2 separate regions of the Sus scrofa genome follow, and region 1 is linked to region 2. The links are chromatin contacts, called in public Hi-C maps. All regions are on one chromosome and are shown on one strand. Each heading gives the region's core, a stretch centred on a gene start, on an enhancer-like site or on the middle of the called end of the contact. The rest is flanking DNA. Distances are from core to core; before and after follow the strand shown. Region 1 holds the start of RFLNB (refilin-B). Region 2 overlaps VPS53 (vacuolar protein sorting-associated protein 53 homolog).

What was found. Hi-C and Micro-C count contacts between places; a contact is called where the count stands out from the background.
Region 1: a Hi-C map of retroperitoneal adipose tissue shows a contact between it and region 2, with 2.5 times the contacts expected there. The contact joins the promoter of RFLNB here to the enhancer-like site in region 2. A contact is called at or near these places in 2 of 5 promoter capture datasets (fetal skeletal muscle and liver), 14 of 47 Hi-C or Micro-C datasets (adipose tissue, embryonic fibroblasts, fetal heart ventricle and 8 more) and 1 of 2 datasets of contacts at active chromatin or transcription factors (skeletal muscle).

The regions. Positions count from the first base shown.
Region 1 is chr12:47,305,127-47,309,125 of Sscrofa11.1, reverse strand. RFLNB (refilin-B) reads right to left here and starts at 1,469. Exons shown (of 3, transcript XM_003131818.4): 1 at 1,161-1,469. The coding sequence starts at 1,379.
Region 2 is chr12:47,171,162-47,175,545 of Sscrofa11.1, reverse strand. All of the region lies in intron 4 of VPS53 (vacuolar protein sorting-associated protein 53 homolog), which reads right to left. Among named protein-coding and RNA genes, the nearest start is that of VPS53, 32 kb to the right of the region's middle. Within about 2 kb of position 2,840, at least 1 of the 83 cell types and tissues checked has an H3K27ac peak or open chromatin away from gene starts, as enhancers often do. A contact at or near this core is called in retroperitoneal adipose tissue, where this site is marked.

The DNA.
Region 1 (3,999 bases), core at 220-2,719, 130 kb before region 2:
AGACTTCCCAGAGAAGGTGACAGGTCTGCCACTGAAAGGCCAGCAGGGGGTGGACAGGTGAAAAAGCCAGCTGGGTGTTGGGAGAGGGAGAAGGGGGTGGCCTGGGAGGGGAAAGGCACGGCCAGGTGGTGGGAGCAGCAGCAGAGGCCCCCCGAGCGTGTATCTGCCTGTGGTCAGCGGATGTGGAAGATGAGGCTAGAAAGGGCCAGAGGGCCAAGGCTCTGAAGGCCAAGGTGAAGCAAGTGCTGCCTTCTAATGGACATGAGAGAAGGCACTGCTGTCCCCCTAGAGACAGGATCAGTGGTCAAGAATTCCACACACCATCAAAGTAGGTGAGTCCCTAAGGAGCGGCAGCTCCACTGACTCCTTCCTCCAGGGGAGCGGGCTGTAAATACCCCTCCTCGAGGGGGAGGGGGCAGGCTCCGAGCCCCACTTTGAGCTTGACTGTAGGCAGGATGTGGCCTCCTCTGAGCACCAGGCAAAAGCAATAAACAACGCCACCTGAGCAATTCCGAAGGTAAAAGGGACCTGTGTTTGTTTTTTTCTTTAAATAACAATTTTAAAATAAAAGGATTCATTTTTTAACGTTTCCACCCACCTAAAGGCCTCCCACCCATCATGTGCCAGACAAGGGTTAGGTGACAGGACAAGAGGGGCCTCTCCAAGACCACTGAAAGTTTCCCAAGGCAGGCTCCCTTCGCTCTCCGAATCGGGGAGGCCGAGCACACCCCCTTCCCGAGACGGGCCAGGAGGGGGCAGGCCCGCTGGAGCCACCAGGGCGGGGTCAAAGGCCGGGGGTGCCTGGAGTTCTCTCTCTGGGTCCCAGGACCCCTCCAGCCCCGCCAAATCAGTAATGCGGCCCAGCCGCAGCCTGGCAGCCCCGGAGGCCACCACCCCGAAGGGAGAGGCAGCGGCTTGAGTCTCTCGGGGCTCCCGCGCCTCCCAGGCGATGACAATTTTCCAGCCACCGGCTCCAGCTGGCCAGGCTCTCGCCGCGCTCCCTCCCCGGGCTCCCGGCGCTGGCCATGCCGTCCCGACGGCGGGTGGCGGCGCCGACAGCGCGTCCCGGGCGGGCCGACAGGACGGCCAGGGGGTCTCCGGGGCCCGGGCGCCGGGGAATGGAAAGGATCGGAGGAAGGGGCCCAGGCGGGGCCACTCACCGGGGCCGCGGGGGTTGTCGCCGCGTCGGGCTCCAGCGCCCCGGGGGCGGGCGCGCGCTCCCCCCCGGCGCCGCCGCCGCCCCCCGCCGCCGCGAGCGCCCAGTGGCTGGGGCTGGGGCTGGGGGGCAGCCCCGAGTCCGGACTGTCCAGGACGCCGTCGCCCTTCTTCTTCGTGTCCACGAGCTCCGGCACATCCTGCAGACTCAGCCGGCCCACCATGGCGGTGCGCGCGGCGGGGCCGGGGCCGCTGCCCGCCGGCCGCCCTCCCTGCCCGCTGCCCGCAGCCCGCAGCCCGCGCGCCGTCCGGGTCTGCAGCCCGCGGGGCTCCTGGCCCCGCCCCCGGCCCCGCCCCGGCCGCCCGCGGGTCCGACCCGCCCGCCCGCAGTGGCAGAGCCCCCAGGCCGGCGCCAGGGGCCGCTGCGCTCCCGCTGTGCGCCGCCAGCAGCTCAGCCTGCCCGGAGCGGCGGATCCCCGGCGAGGGGGTCCCCGGGCCGAACCCTTGCTCTGCCCAGCCCACAGCCCCGCCGCAAGCGGACACGCGGCCCCGCTCACACTGGGCCTCGAGGACGCCTTGTCCCCCCTACCCCGGCCCAGCGGGCGCTAACACCCCGAGCCCTGGCGTCGGGGGGCAGCCAGAGGAGAGCCCCGGCCCGCAGAGGCCCGGGGGGCCGGCCGAACCCAGAGAGCAAACAACTGGAAATTATTAATAGTTAATGAGTCTCGTTTGGTTCCAGCCGCCTCTTGGCTCAGCCAGCCGGCCTCTCAGTCGGTTTCTGGCTCTCATTTCTGCCCCGGAGGAAAAGAGCGCCTACTCCGTTTATCCTCAGGGAGCTCCCAGGGGAGAGGGGGGCGCACATCACTTCCTGGCCTGGGTGCGTAGCTGAACAGGCCATGGCCACACTGGGCAGGGAAATTCTGTGTGGGCGCAGACTGGACTTGGAACCAGATGCGCAGGCTCAGCAGGCTGCTCACCCGCTCTCTGAAGGGCCACCAGGGGCTCCCTGGTGGGGGGCGGTCACAGCTTTTCAGACGGGGGGGGGGGGGGGGGGCTGCTCCCTTCCTCCTTAGATTGACAGAGCAGCCCTATTTGAGTGGGAATTCATGCAGTAGTAGAACCGGGCTGTTCTCAAAAAAAAAAAAAAAAAAAAAAACCTAGAAAAATGTTTCTTACACATACCGCCCTGATTATCAGTAAGTATAGGAAGTCCCCACCCCGCCACTAGCCACCCTACCCTGGTGGGGGTTTCTAATGGCCCTTCAGCTAAGCCTCAAGCTGGAGCTGTGCCTGACCTAGCTGGCAGGTGCCAACTCTGGAGAGGAGAAATGCCCAGGGCTGGGGACGTCCCTGGCCAGATGAGAGGTGAGCCCTGCGCAGTCCCCACCATGATAGCCCAGTCTGTGTCCTTGCAAAAAACAAAGGATGCTTGTCCTGCTTGGGACCCGATGAAGTCCGAATTTAGAGCAAGTGAATGTTTGATATCTGCTGTCGAAGCTCAGCCCCCTACCCTCCTCACTCTTTGCTTGCAGGTAAAGAAACAGAGAAGGGGAGTTCCCGTCATGGCGCAGTGGTTGACGAATCCAACTAGGAACCGTAAGGTTGCGGGTTCGATCCCTGCCTCGCTCAGTGGGTTAAGGATCCGGCGTTGCCATGAGCTGTGGTGTAGGTTGCAGACACGGCTCTGATCCTGCATTACTGTGGCTGTGGCGTAGGCCGGCGGCTACAGCTCCAATTAGACCCCTAGCCTGGGAACCTCCATATGCCACGGGAGCAGCCCTGGAAAAGGCAAAAAGACAAAAAGAAAAAAACAGAGAAGGAACTCAACTTGCCCCAAGTCACACAGCTGCTACAAGGCAGCTTGCTGTAACAGGAAGCCCAGGGCCATCGCTTTCGTGGCCAATAAAACCTGGTACGTGCCTGTGTGCTGTGGGAATAGGATTCGAAATCAAGGCTGCACAGTCCTGGATCGGAGGGTCGTGCAAGGATGTCCTGTAATCAGTGGGTCTTAGACACTGAACCAACTATGCAGCCACACTTCCCTACCCCTGGTGGCCTCACCAAATGCACACCCCAGGCTCCCCACCCCAATCTGGGGCATCACAGGAGGGATCTAAGAACTTCCTGTGGAAAGGTGGTCTGCTGGCAGTGGGAGGACTCGGCGCCCACCCAAGATCCCAGGAACTCTTCCCTAAGCCTGACCAGAGGCAAAAGGTGTCCAGGAAGATAGACTGCAGTTGCTCCAAGTCACTGGTGGCCTTCAAGGACATCAGGAGGAGGAGGATAGGACTGAGGAAGGCCAGCGGCTAGGCAGTGCAGCGCTGGCTCCATCCAGGCTTGGAGCAGTTTCAATTGCCTTGGAGGGATCTCCTCCTGGAGTCCAGGAGGAGGCCTGCAGAGCCACCTTCTGAGGGGAGCTCTGAGGGGTTCGATTATTCACATTCTGACAAAGATCCATGGAGACATCAGAGTGGCCAAAGAAGACAAGGGAGAACGAGGTTGCCACATTTGGAGGGTCCAGGCGGGTCAAGGGGACACCTTTGAGGCATCCCCTTCCTCCTTGGCACTGGGGTCACCAAGCCCAGGACTTTACACAGGCATTGTGGCCATCAAGCTGGACCCAGGAAGCATCTATGTACCGAGCTCCATCCTAGGAGAATTCTGTTCATCCCCAAGGCAAGCTCTCCCCAGCTCCAGAGGGGCATCTCAGCTTTACACAGAGATCAGAGCATCCTCAGGCCTCAGGACAATTGCCAAGGGGCTCTCTAAGTGTAACATGATGGCACACCATGGGCCCCTTCCTTACAGAGAAGCCCAGCACTGATCCACACACAAGAAACAGGG
Region 2 (4,384 bases), core at 1,591-4,090:
TATGGAAGTTGCCAGGCTAGGGGCTGAATGGGAGCTACAGCTGCCAGCCTACACCACCGCCACAGCAATGCAGGATCTGAGCCACATCTGCGACCCACACCACAGCTCACGGGAACACTAGATCCCACTGAGCGAGGCCAGGGATCGTTCCTAATGGGATTGTTTCCACTGCGCCACGACGGGAACTCCAAAACTTTGTCACTATTTATGTATTTATTTATTTATTTTGTCTTTTGTCTTTTTAGGGCCGCATCAGCAGCATATGGAGGTTCCCAGGCTAGGGGTCGAATCGGAGCTGCAGCTGCCAGCCTATACCACAGCCACAGTAACGCCAGGTCCAAGCCGCAACTGCGATCTACACCACAGCTCACAGCAACACCCGTTCCTTAACCCACTGAGTGAGGCCAGGGATAGAACCTGCAACCTCATGGTTCCTAGTGGGATTTTTTTCTACTGCGCCACGACAGGAACTCCAAAAGTTTGTCACTATTTAAAACGGGAATGTGGAGTACCCAGGTATGGCCAGATTGGAAAATTTGGACCCATGATTAACTCATTGAGTGTGATTTTGGGCATTCTGAGCCTGTTCCTACATCTGTCAAATGGAGAGAATAGTATCTGTATGGCCTAATTAACATCTTTGCGAGAATGAAGTAATCGATGCAACAACCTTTTGCAAAATATAAGATAAACATGTTTATACTGTAACAAAACATTAGCATTACAGATCAAGATAAACGACTCAAAACGTACCTTCTGACTAAGTGACTCAAAACGTGCCCCTGCTTATAGTGAATCCATCAAGAAAGACACATTACTCTCCCAGAAGTTCATTCATCTTTCTAGAGCTCTGGATAACTACACGGCTGACAAGAGAGCTGGAACTAGACCATAAGATGCTCACCTAGAAACCCAACTCTCCAAGGATCAGACTCTCCAAGTATTCGATGAAAAAGCAAGTGTGGCACTTGGCCTAGCATGAGTGATATTATTGTACGGATAACCGTGGGCCATTTGTCCCTGCTGTTCTCGTGTGACTGAGAATAAGAAAAGGTCAGAAGTATGACAAGAAGACAAGGGGGAGTCACCAGGTCGGAGACGGGGGGAGAAAGCCCTCCTTTCATCTCTTCTGTTTTATGAAAGACAATATCTGGGCCATCAAATGTACCCGTCACTAAGGAGTATATCTCTAGAAGGCTCGTCCTGCTTCTAGCTGGTGGCCACTATGACAGCAGCTCTGTGCCGTTTGCCCAATGTGCAAATTCTAGGTACCACATACTTTGTAAACACACAGCATCCGTTCAGAGAGTCCACAGTGTAACATGGGAGTAAAAACCAGAAATCCTGGCGTGTGATCCAATGCTACAGGAATGACGATAGGTGTCTTGTACGTGTCAGAGCTTTGGTCTAGACGCCTACAGCACACCAAACCCAAACAGACTCAAAAGGCATTATCTCGGGTTTGGCAAGACTAATCTTCCAGAGGAGACCTCAGAGTCCAAATTAGAATGAGGGAAACTTTATAGCTACATTACAGAGTCCTGAAAATAGGGATTTATGAATGGAAATGTTGACAGAACCACCACCGCACTGAATTCATGCTGCTCTAAATTGTGCATTTCCATCGATGAAAGAAGGAAAGGAAAAAGGAGGTCAAGTTCTTACACAAAGACAGAGTTTCAAATTCCCATCCATTGTCCAAACACACTTGAATGACTTTTCATGTCAGGGATCTAAGACCCAGAACGCTCCGCCGTGTGGTGCCCGGCAGCTACCACTGCCATTCTTCTCATGTGCAAGCTCCGACTAAGGATGGAATTTTCCTTCCATCACGAACGACTGGCAGTCGAGAGCAGGAGTAACGTGGGTAATGCCAGAGCAGTTACAGTAGTGATGAAGGGCATTTTCCTCTGTAGACCCAGAGACTCTAGTTTAAACCTGTGCCTGCCCTCAGCATGGAAACGAGCAGATGGCACAAGTTATGCCTGACCTTCTTTCTTGGCTCCTCGAGAATGCCAATTTATACGGGGAGAGCGCGGAAGAATAATAAACTTCAGTGTTCCTTCCTGGCAACACTATTTTCCTAAAACCATTTTCAATAACCTCGTTGCACACAAATGGGACCTGGTGTGTTCCTAAGGTCAGGAAGGAAACAGTCCAATAGGCCAACTTCTGGACGTGCTACTGAAAGAAATCACCACGTAGTTTCCTTGTTTTCTGTTTTTTGTTTTGAGAGGCAGCATCATCATTATTAGGTACTAAAACACAAAAACTTAAGACTATAGCTCAAGACTACTGCTAATCTGAAACATATCATCTGCATGGATTAAATGAAGACAAAACAGGAACATGGCTTGTCTACAGGAAAAATACATTAGAGTTCTGAACAATACGGAAAAAAATGTTTCCAAAGAGAGTAAATACTGAAATGACTAAAAATTACCATACAATCCAACAATCCCATATCTAGGTATGCACTGAAAGGAAGTGAAAGCCGGGACTCAAACGGATATTTGTATGTCAGTGTCCATCACAGCACTGTTCACATGTCCATGAACACATGAACAGATACAGAAAATATGGGACACACACACACACACACAGAAATATTATTCAGTTGTGAAAAAGGAATGAAAGTCCCAGATAAACATACAATAAAATTCAACAATACATTAAAAGGACAATATACCATGACCCAGCAGGTATTTAATGGGGGGGAGGGATTAAATACTCAAAACAAAACTAAGGTAATTATCAAAATGGAAAAACCATATGCTCACATCAGAAGATAGAAAGGCAGTTCCCACCGTGGCACAGTGGGTTAAGAACCCGACTGCAGCAGCAGGGGTCACTGCAGAGGCATGGGTTTGATCCCTGACCTGGCACAGTGGGTTAAGGTATCTGGCATTGCTATAGCTGTGGCATGAAGTCACAGCTGAGGCTCAGATTCAATCCCTGGCCTGGGAACTTACATATGGCGCAGGTATGGCCATAAAAAAGGGAAGAAAAAGATGGAACGCATGTGACAAAATTTAACATCTCTTTTCCAGCGATTAGGCTTACCAGTGAACCAATGTCATGAAGGTAAGTCCTCAATAGAGAAACTGGAAACAAAAGGCCGTCACACTTGGTGTCAGCTCTAGAAGACACAGGTGTTTGTTTTGTTTGCTGCAGGCTCCCCAGGCCTAGAACACAACCCAGCAGGGAGAAAGCACTGACAGCAAATGAATGAACAAATAGAGTGATTAGAGTCGCTGTCACTCAAATCAAAGCCAAATTGCAGAGTTCCAGTCATGGCTCAGTGGTTAACGAATCCGACTAGGAACCATGAGGTTATGGGTTCGATCCTTGGCCTTGCTCAGTGAGTTAAGGATCTGGCGTTGCCGTGAGCTGTGGTATAGGTCGCAGATGTGGCTTGGATCACGAGTTGCTGTGGCTCTGGTGTAGGCCGGTAGCTACAGCTCCAATTCGACCCCTAGCCTGGGAACCTCCATATGCCATGGGAGCGGCCTTAGAAAAGGCAAAAAGACAAAAAAGCAATCAAACAAACAAAAAAACCCCAAACTGCCTGCATGTCTACTTAGTGGACACCGAAATGTTAGTCAGAAAGAGCACTTCTAAAGTTTTTTATCTTAGGGTCCCTTCATACTCTTGGAAATTACTGAGGGCCCCCAAGAGATATTATTTGTGAGGGTTATAGCTATTGACACATACCATATTGGAAAATGAAACTGAAATGTTTAAAAAAAATTTATCTCTTAACTTATGTTAAAGTAACATGTAAGTCCATTACATGTGAGCATAAACCACATATTTTTATGAAAAATAACTATATCTCCCTCAACTAGGGAGATTCTGTATTGAATCTGTTATGATAATGTTGTTTCAGTTGAAAAATATGATGGAAATCTGGCCTCACACAGATTGGTAGTTATGGAAGTTCCCAGGCTAGGGGTTGAATTGGAGCTGCAGCTGCCGGCCTACACAACAGCCACAGCAATGCAGGATCTGAGCCACATCTGTGACCTACACCACAGCTCAGAGCAATGCCGGATCCTTGACCCACTAAGCGAGGCCAGGGATCGAATCTGCATCCTCCTGGAATGGGAACTCCCAGACTGGGAGTTAAAAAGAAATATTTTAACATCCTTTTTATGTACTTACTGATAATCCTTTTTGAAACTACATCAAAATTTGAAAAGTTATAGATTCTTTAAAAATTTTTTTTTAATTGAAGTTTAGGTGATTTACAGTATTATATTAGTTTCGCATGTATGATATAGTATAGGTGATTCAGAAATTTTATAGATTACACTCCATTTAAAGTTATTATAGGAGTTCTCATCATGACACAGAGAAAACGAAACTGACTAGTACCCATGAG